2 separate regions of the Oryctolagus cuniculus genome follow, and region 1 is linked to region 2. Evidence: chromatin contacts called from public Micro-C data. All regions are on one chromosome and are shown on one strand. Each heading gives the region's core, a stretch centred on a gene start, on an enhancer-like site or on the middle of the called end of the contact. The rest is flanking DNA. Distances are from core to core; before and after follow the strand shown. Region 1 holds the start of TMEM275 (transmembrane protein 275). Region 2 holds the start of EFCAB14 (EF-hand calcium binding domain 14).

What was found. Hi-C and Micro-C count contacts between places; a contact is called where the count stands out from the background.
Region 1: a Micro-C map of ear pinna shows a contact between it and region 2, with 3 times the contacts expected there. The contact joins the promoter of TMEM275 here to the promoter of EFCAB14 in region 2. A contact is called at or near these places in 2 of 6 Hi-C or Micro-C datasets (ear pinna and an unstated tissue).

Annotation. Positions count from the first base shown.
Region 1 is chr7:126,270,656-126,274,556 of mOryCun1.1, reverse strand. TMEM275 (transmembrane protein 275) reads right to left here and starts at 1,334. Exons shown (of 1, transcript XM_051856516.2): 1 at 7-1,334. The coding sequence starts at 1,215. The coding sequence ends at 676.
Region 2 is chr7:126,085,922-126,090,070 of mOryCun1.1, reverse strand. EFCAB14 (EF-hand calcium binding domain 14) reads right to left here and starts at 1,272. Exons shown (of 10, transcript XM_070078553.1): 1 at 103-1,272. The coding sequence starts at 287.

The sequences.
Region 1 (3,901 bases), core at 85-2,584, 180 kb before region 2:
AGAGGCTTGCAGAACACAGACTCCAAGGGTGCTTTATTGAGGAGGCACCGGGAGAACGGATGGTGTGGCCTGGTCGCCGCGGGTGGACAGTGAGGGTTGCGCAGAGACCTTCAGGGTTGTAGGAACCCCCCAGCCCTGCTCCCCGAGTCAGAGAGAGGGGAGGGTGTGCTCTCAATGCAGCTCCAGCCTACGGACCATACTGGCACAAGCCAGAACCGCCCTTGATAATCCCAATCCCATGCTGTGACAGACACGGGTGGCAGGGGCAGGCGAGGGCGTTGTCACGGTTTGCAGGGACAGGTACAGCCCTGGCTGACCTTCCTCCCTCCTCTCCCTCTCCCTCCCACTCCCTTGGCATGAAGGCGTCTTGGTTCAGTGCCCAAATGCCATGGGGGGAGGGGCTGAAGTCAGAGTTTCAGGGTTCAGGGACTCATTTGCATCGTCAGGGGGACGAGGTGAAGTAGGGCCCAAAAGCCCCACATAGGGACCAAGGCTTCGCTTCCTGTTTAGGGACGCGAGTCCTTCCGCCATCACCACGTTGTCCCCTGCTGAAGGTCCGGAGACGGGACAGAGGAGGCCACCTGTGCCCTTCTGAAAAACATTTTCTTGTAAGTGCTTAAACAGCACTAAACGGAGAGCAGCCGGGCAGAGGAGTCCGGCCGGGGGCCCGGTCCGCTAGGGGGCGGCCCGCTCCCGGGGCAGGTTGAGTTGAAGTCCTTCGGTGCGTGGCGCGCAGATGGCTGCAGGCGCCGGCGCGTCCAGGGCGAAGGGGCCCGGGCCCGGGCTGGAGCGGCCGGAGGACGCGGCCGACACGGCGGGGCTGAGCTGCACGGCCGTGGTGTCCTGCGCCGTGCGCTCGCTGCTCTCCATCTCCAGCGCCACCGGCCCGGCGCGGCCGCCGCCCCGGCCTAGGTCCGCCGCGGCCGCCGCCGAGCGCGCACGGGGCGCTGGGCCCCGGCGGCTACACACGCAGCAGGCGGCGAAGAAGCCCAGCGCTAGCGCGAGCAGCACCGGCCCCACGACGAGCGGCGCGTTGTGCCCGGGCAGGAAGGAGGCGAAGGCGCCCACCAGCGTCACGTTCACGCCCGCCAGCAGCACGCACAGACCGCAGGCGCAGCACAGTGCGGGCGAAGGCAGGCCGGGTAGCCGGCCCTGAGCGCGGCCCGTGGGGGCCCGAGCCCTGGGCCCCGTGCTCTTCTTCTCCGCGGGCGGCATTGGCCTGCGCCCTCCTGGCACGCATCAAGTGGCCTCCTGCCGCCAAGTTCAGGGTCGTCCTGTGGGCAAACAGCAAGAGGGAGGAGTCAGCGGGGCGACTCAGTCTCCAACCCCAGACTCACTTCTGTGGCTACATTCATCTTGGCCAGCCCCCTGCCTCTAGGAAGCAACAGCTCATTCCATATGGCGAGATTCTGCCCATGGCTTCCCCACACAGTCCATAAAGCCCCTGTTCCCGCAGTCTTCTCTCCCTCCCCACTTCCTCTGGCCTCCCAGATAGCTGCAGTCCCTCCACCTCCAGGCAGCCTTCCTGGGTTAAGTGAATGGCTGTAAGTGCTCAGCAGGTGCTCATTAAACGAGAATCCTCATCAGTAGTCCTAATTAGAGGGCAGGTGGCCACTTTTGGGACTTAGAACACCCCCCAACCCTGCTCCCCAAGTGCAAGAGGCCTTGGACATCCTCTGGTCCAGCCCCTCCTCCATCAGGTGAAGAAACAAGCCCGGGGCAGAGGTAGTTTTCTCAGGATCGTGGGCCAGGACCTAAATGACTTGCTGCCCTCAGCAGGCTCTGGTAGGGACAGCAGTGACATCAATGCTCTTGTACATCAGACGAGGCCCTGAGTGAGTGGCCCTTGAGAGGGAGGACCTCCCGCTGCTGCAGGTGTCCAGTGGGAGCCGACAGTCCCCAGCGGGGCTGTGCCGGGCTGCAGCACACCCAAGATCCCCGGGGCCCTTTCTGGACTGGGCATTCTATTCGATGCCAAGCCTATGTCCGTTCCACCGCCCAGGGCTCTGCTGTGGAACCTGGATGTGAAGCCCCACCACTGGACGCCAGAATTCCTTTCTAGGATTCTCCAGGGGCGCCTGGTTCTGGGATCTATGCCTGGACTGCAGAATGCTGCACATTTCCTCAGAAGCCGGAGGAATGTCATCCCAGTGCAGGGATTCAGGCTTCTGTATGAGAATTCCTTTCTGTAACATGAGATGGCAGCTCAAAGGCCCTCGAAAGGACCAGATCATGCTTAGTAAGTTGTGTTAGCTTTGTGAACAGACAGCAGGCAAGGGGCCTGGGTGGGGTGGGGTGGGGGTGGGGTGAGGCACAGGGGGCTGGCCAGGACCAGTGGCCCCACATGCTGTGCTCAGCGTTGTCACCCACAACGCCACCTTGAATACAAGTCAACTTCATCCTTGTGGTTGACACAGAAGGGAATCGAGAAGTTTTGGCCCTGGGAGGTCGGTCAGGACCGCTTTGGCAGCAGCAAAGCTGCCCACTCCCTGCGTGGAGGAACCTTCAAAGCCCGCACCGCACCAGGGCCGAGGAAGCCGCGTGCTGCATGGGTGAGGATGAGTGCGGGGCCAGGGAGGTGCGGCTCAGCTCCTTCACTACGGACAAAGGTGGGGCTCTGCTAGGCTCAAGCAGGTCAGTGGCCCTGGAGGACCTCCCCCAGGTTGGTCCCAAGCTGGGACTCCAGGGTTCCCTCCCCCTGTCACCACGCTGAGAGCTGGCGGTTCTACTGGGACTCCATATCAAGCTGGCAGGCAGTTAGAGACCCCCAAACCCTGGCAAAGACAGACAGCTGACGGGGTGGGCTGTGAGACCTCCAGACCTCCCCTTGAACCCCTGCTCCAGCGCACTCAGTAGTGCAGGGTCTTCCTGCCCCTGGGAAGGTCTCAGGCTGAGGCTGCAGGCCATGCCTCTGCTGGAGGGGACGGAGACAGCCCTCCCTTCCCCTCCCCTCCCCTCCCCCCAAGTGATGCCAGGTTCTTGGGAGCAGAGAGTGGACAAGGGTCTGGGGGCCCTGGGTGGCTGGAGGGTCCAGGAATCTCCTGTGCTTTCCCTCACAGGGAAGACTCTTTGGGTTTCCACAGTCCTACTCTGAGGCGCCCAGGTAGGATTTTCTTTATATTTCTCTATTTTTTGGGATCCCTGTGGCTTGCTGTCTTGTGTGAGTTTGGAGCAATTTCTGGCCATTGTCTTTACCCCCTCTTCTCTCTCCTCTCTTCCTGGAACCCTGACTGCACCCAGGCTCGCCGTCTGACAGTGTCTCACTTGGCTATCACACTCTCTTCTGTGTTCCCCACCCTTCCCCCATCTGTTTCAGGCTGGGCATCCTCCTACTGATCTGTCAGCCCGTTCACCAGCCCCGTCTGCACGCGTTTTCTCTGTGGCTACATCTATCTGTTGAGGTTCCGGTTTCCGCTGTTGTAACTTTTCAGTTCTAGAATTTCCACTCGCTTCTTTCCCACGGATTCTAGTTTGCCACGGGAAGATGTTCTCTTGTTCTCTACCTTCTGCAGCATGTTAAAGCCTGTGAAGTTCATGTCCGAGAGCTCCAACATCTGGATCTCCTGTGGGTGTTCCTGTTGTCTGTTTCGTTGTTCGATGGCCATTTGGTCTCATCTGGAAGCCCAGGTAATTGTTTTCTTGAACGCCCCGCATTGGCTATGACAAAACTGCAGCAGGAGACTCTGGGTGATGTCATCTTCCTCCAAAGACAGGCAGCCAGAGGGGCCACACCCCCTAACCCGACCTGGGGCTGTGTGGCCTGGGGGCCTTCAGTCTTTCTCAACCTGATGTAACCACTCTCCTGGTATGTAGCCCTTTGGGCCACCTGGCTAAATGCTGGAGGGGTTGAACAGGACCTCCTCCCCTTTTAAACCCTAAATTATAATTTTGATGCCTCAAT
Region 2 (4,149 bases), core at 23-2,522:
CCAAGGTCTAGCTACACCCTTCTTCCCTTCCCAACAATTCGCCCTCCTGAGAGTGAAGGGGCTGCCTAGTCCCCAGCCCATCCCTACCGCGGCCTCACTCACTTGACAAAGCGGGAGCGGTTTCCAGCCGCACCGAATTCCTCTTCCTCCTCAGAGCTGGACTCCGTGTCCGAGTCCGGAGGCTCCGTGCGGAGCAGGCGGTGGCTGCTGGCGCCCTTCTTGGGCTTCTTTCTCCGGCTGTCCGCAGCCAAGCCGATCAACGCATTGAGCTCTCTGCGTTTTTTCATCTTCTTGTGCGGGGTGAGCGGAGCGGCCACTCCTGAGCTGCCAGGTTCGTATCCGACGCCCAACTCCCTTGCTGCCTTGGAGCTGCCTTCCAGGGTGGGGTATCCTGGGCCAGAGCCCCCTGGTCACTCCCACCCAGGGGTGGGACTGACCAGAACCGCTGGGGGCTGGAGACTGGAGCCCAGAGGAAACTGGAACTCAGATTGGGGGCGGGGTGGGGGTGGGATGGGAGAGATCACATAGAGATGGCCGGGGAGCTTGTGATCCGAATGGGCATGGAGTGTCACTGAGTGGAAAGGGGCGGGGGGAGAGGGGCAACCTATCTCCCACAGCGGATACAAATCCAAGTCAAGAACGTGAGCGTCTCAGCCCTGACAATACTTCTAAGTGTCCTCAGAAAGCCGGGGAAGAACACACAGGCTACTTATTTTGGAGATCCGGGGAAAGAAACTTGTTCTTGAATTGCAGAGGTGCAGAGCTAGCCAGTGGCAACTCGCCAGTCCCTCCCAGTCTGGAGAGGTGGGAGCAGGATGGGGCTCCCGGCCGCCCAGAGAATGCCGGGGCCGGGAAGCCGGCTGGGGTCTGGGCTGATCCCGGTCCTCCCGTCTCCGACCTGAGTCTGAAGAGAGCCCGAGATCGAGGGCGACCCGCAGCCCGACTCTGAGGGCCCGGCCTGAAAGGAGCCAGTCCCACGACAGGGGAGACCCCCAGCCCTGCTGTCTGGGCCTGGGGGGCGCAGTGCTGAGGGGCGAAGGCGGCTCAGCTCACCTGAAGCCCTCCCGCCCAGAGTTTGAGGTGTTCCGGCACCGGCGACTCTCGGCAACTCACACGCGCCGCTCCCACGCCAGCCGCGACTCCCGGCCCCACTCCGGTTCCGGCCGCGGCTGCTCTCGACGGGCTGGCGGCAGCAGCGGCGGCGGCGGCGGCGGCCGCGGGGTCCAGACCCGGGCCATCGCTCCAGCCCCAGCTCACTTCCCCCTTGGCAGCGGCCGCCGGCACCGCCTGCCAGTAAGCCGTGCCCCCATTGGTTGCTCGCCGGGTGACGTCACGCCGGAGGGCGCGAGCGGAGGTGGGAGGCGGGGCGTTAAAGGGGCCCTGACTCTGACCAGGGTTGCGTCCCGCTCGCCGGTTAGGGAGGCCCCGCCCCCAGGGGCGCCGCCCGGGACCTGAGCTCACCTGAGCCGCGCCCGAATTTGGTTTCCGGAGGCGCGGGGGCGGGGTAGACAAAACAAAATAGCTGGGCCACCTGCTTGGAGAGTTCCTCTGCCTCCCTGGTCCCCGGTTGTGAATTGGACTAACCCAGCCCAGAGGCGCCGCCCCGCTGACTCGCAGGCTGTTTACTAAAAGTTTAGGCGTCTTTCAGATTAATGACCCAGTTGAGCATACGCATTCATCCAACAAATATTTAATGAGTGCTACGTGTCAGAGGTTTTCTAGAGCCGGCGATACTCCAGTGAACAAAATACTGCCTGTATAGGGTTGCAAGTGTAGCAAATAAAAACACAAGGACACCAGTAGAGTTAGAGCTTTGGATAAACAGCGAGTAACTTTTTAGTGTAACTAGATCCCATGCAACATCTGGAGATGCTCATGCTGAAAGATTGTCCGTAACTCAAGTTTAATTGGGCATCCCGTATTTTCTCTTTCGATTTCTGCAGCTGGAGATGGAGGCCATAGGCGAGACTGGCAGTGATGGAGAGAGCGTCCTGGATGCTTCTTGAGGACAGAGCAGACAATGTCTGCTGATGCCTTAGATGAAAGGCATCAAAAACAAATTATCAAAAAGGTCATGGATGACTTCAGGGGCTTGAGATGGGGATAAGAGGGAGACGGTGGAACTGAGATGGAGTCGGCCAGGTATGGGGCAAGCTTGGGAAGTCAATTCAGCTTTCAAATGTAGATGTCAGGTAGATGCTATATCCTCTGGGGGTTCTGGGTAGAGACTGGGACCTGCAGTAGAAATTGAGATGTCATCAGATATGAATGATATTTAAAGCAACGTGCTTTGAACCATAGAAGAGTCACTTGAAGTAATCTCTTGTGACACACAGCCCTTGTCTGAGAATTCCCAACCAAAGCCTGGGTCTGGATCTAACTTGACTTGAAGTGGTTAAGGTGTTAGTGACAAAGACCTTACAAATATGTGGTGACTGCATAAGTGGGCGGTGCGGCATAGAGCATGGAGTGGAGGTTGGGAGTTAAGAGGCCCGGGAGTAAATCATGAACCTAACACTAGTTCTGCCAGCATGAATGCATTGTTTTCCTGCTGCAGAATGGAGATGACCACTGATTTCACAGGACAGATGATGAGAAGATGATAGTGGCAGCACCTTGGAAGCCCCCGGTCATGGTGCAGTTCCATCTGCATTGTCCCTTTTTGCTTCTGGAGTTGCACTGCCCAAAACAGTAGTCATTACCCACACATGGCCACTTTTCTCTTTTTTTAAGATCTTATTTATTTATTTGAGAGGTAGAGTTACAAACAGGGAGAGGGAGAGACAGAGAGAGAGGTCTTCCATCTGCTGGTTCATTCCCCAGATGGGCACAACGATCCAAAGCCAGGAGCCAGGAACTTCTTCTGGGTCTCCACATGGGTGCAGGGGTCCAAGGACTTGGGCCATCTTCTGCTGCTTTCCCATTGGCAGAGAGCTGGATCAGAAGTGGAGCAGCTGGGACTTAAGCCGGCACCCATATGGGATGCTGGTGCCACCAGTGGAGGCTTAGCCTGCTATACCACAGCGCTGGCCCCAGCCACTTATATTTAACTTAATTGAAATGATGTAGAAATTTGGCAATAGTTCCTCAGCTTCACTAGCCACTGTGTCCAGTAGCCACATGTGGCTGGTGGCTACCAGGCAGCACAGAATGGAACAATTCCAGCATCCCAGAATGTGGGACTGGACAGTTGTGCACGAGTACTTCCCTGCAGGACTGGGGATGGACAGGTCAGGGTTCTGACTTCAGCAACCATTTCACAAACACATCCTGTGGTCACCAGGAGCCCCAGGTGAGAGAGGAGCTGGCTCAGGGTGAGTGGACCCTCCTGTGATGTAGAAGCACAGCCTGACCATGGGAACCAGGGGCTGAGGAACCCAGGAGAGAGAGGCAGGGCCAAGGATGTATCACTCCAGCGCATGGCTTCCGGTCAGTCACGTGCAGTCCTCTCCGCAGGGGTAAGGGGCTCCCCCAGGGATGCATGGGGGGAGCTGGTGGTGGGTGGGGAGGCTGCTGCCTCAGCCCTTTGTCCGCCTGTTTGCCCCTGATCTGTGGACAACACTCCGCCTGTGTTGGGTAAACATCCCACAGGATGCTGAGTCACCCTTTGAAAGCTGCTGGCCAGGTGTTTCTCGGCTCTCAGGAGCTCTTGGACACCTCTCTGGCCTCCTGCCTCAAATGTGGGACCCTTGAGGTCAGGGATTGGGCAAACCCTCTCTGACCCAGGACTCCTGTGCGGAGGGCCCCGTGCTGCCCTCCCCAGGTCAGGACCCTCCTCCTCCTGTATGCACATTCATATTCTGGCCCTCTGCCTGAAGGGCCCTCTTAACCTATGCAAACCTTGCCCGAGATGCACAGTGAGTTGGGGAAGTCCCTTTGCAGTTCTGGTGCTTGAGCATCCCTGTCTGTAGAATGGGGTTCATAAGGTTCCTTGCCCAGCCTTCTGCTCGGTGTCACCTGAGGAAGGGAGTGACATGAGAGTGCTTGATGTGCTGTGAACTGTCATGCAGAGCCAGTGGCTGTCACCTGTGGCAGGCTCCCAGCAGCTCTGTGGGGGTGCGTGGGCAAACAGGATTTCACTGCATTCAGAACCTCAGCCTGTTAATGGCAAAGCCAGATCTTCAGAGCCCTTGTCACGTTGCAGGGTTC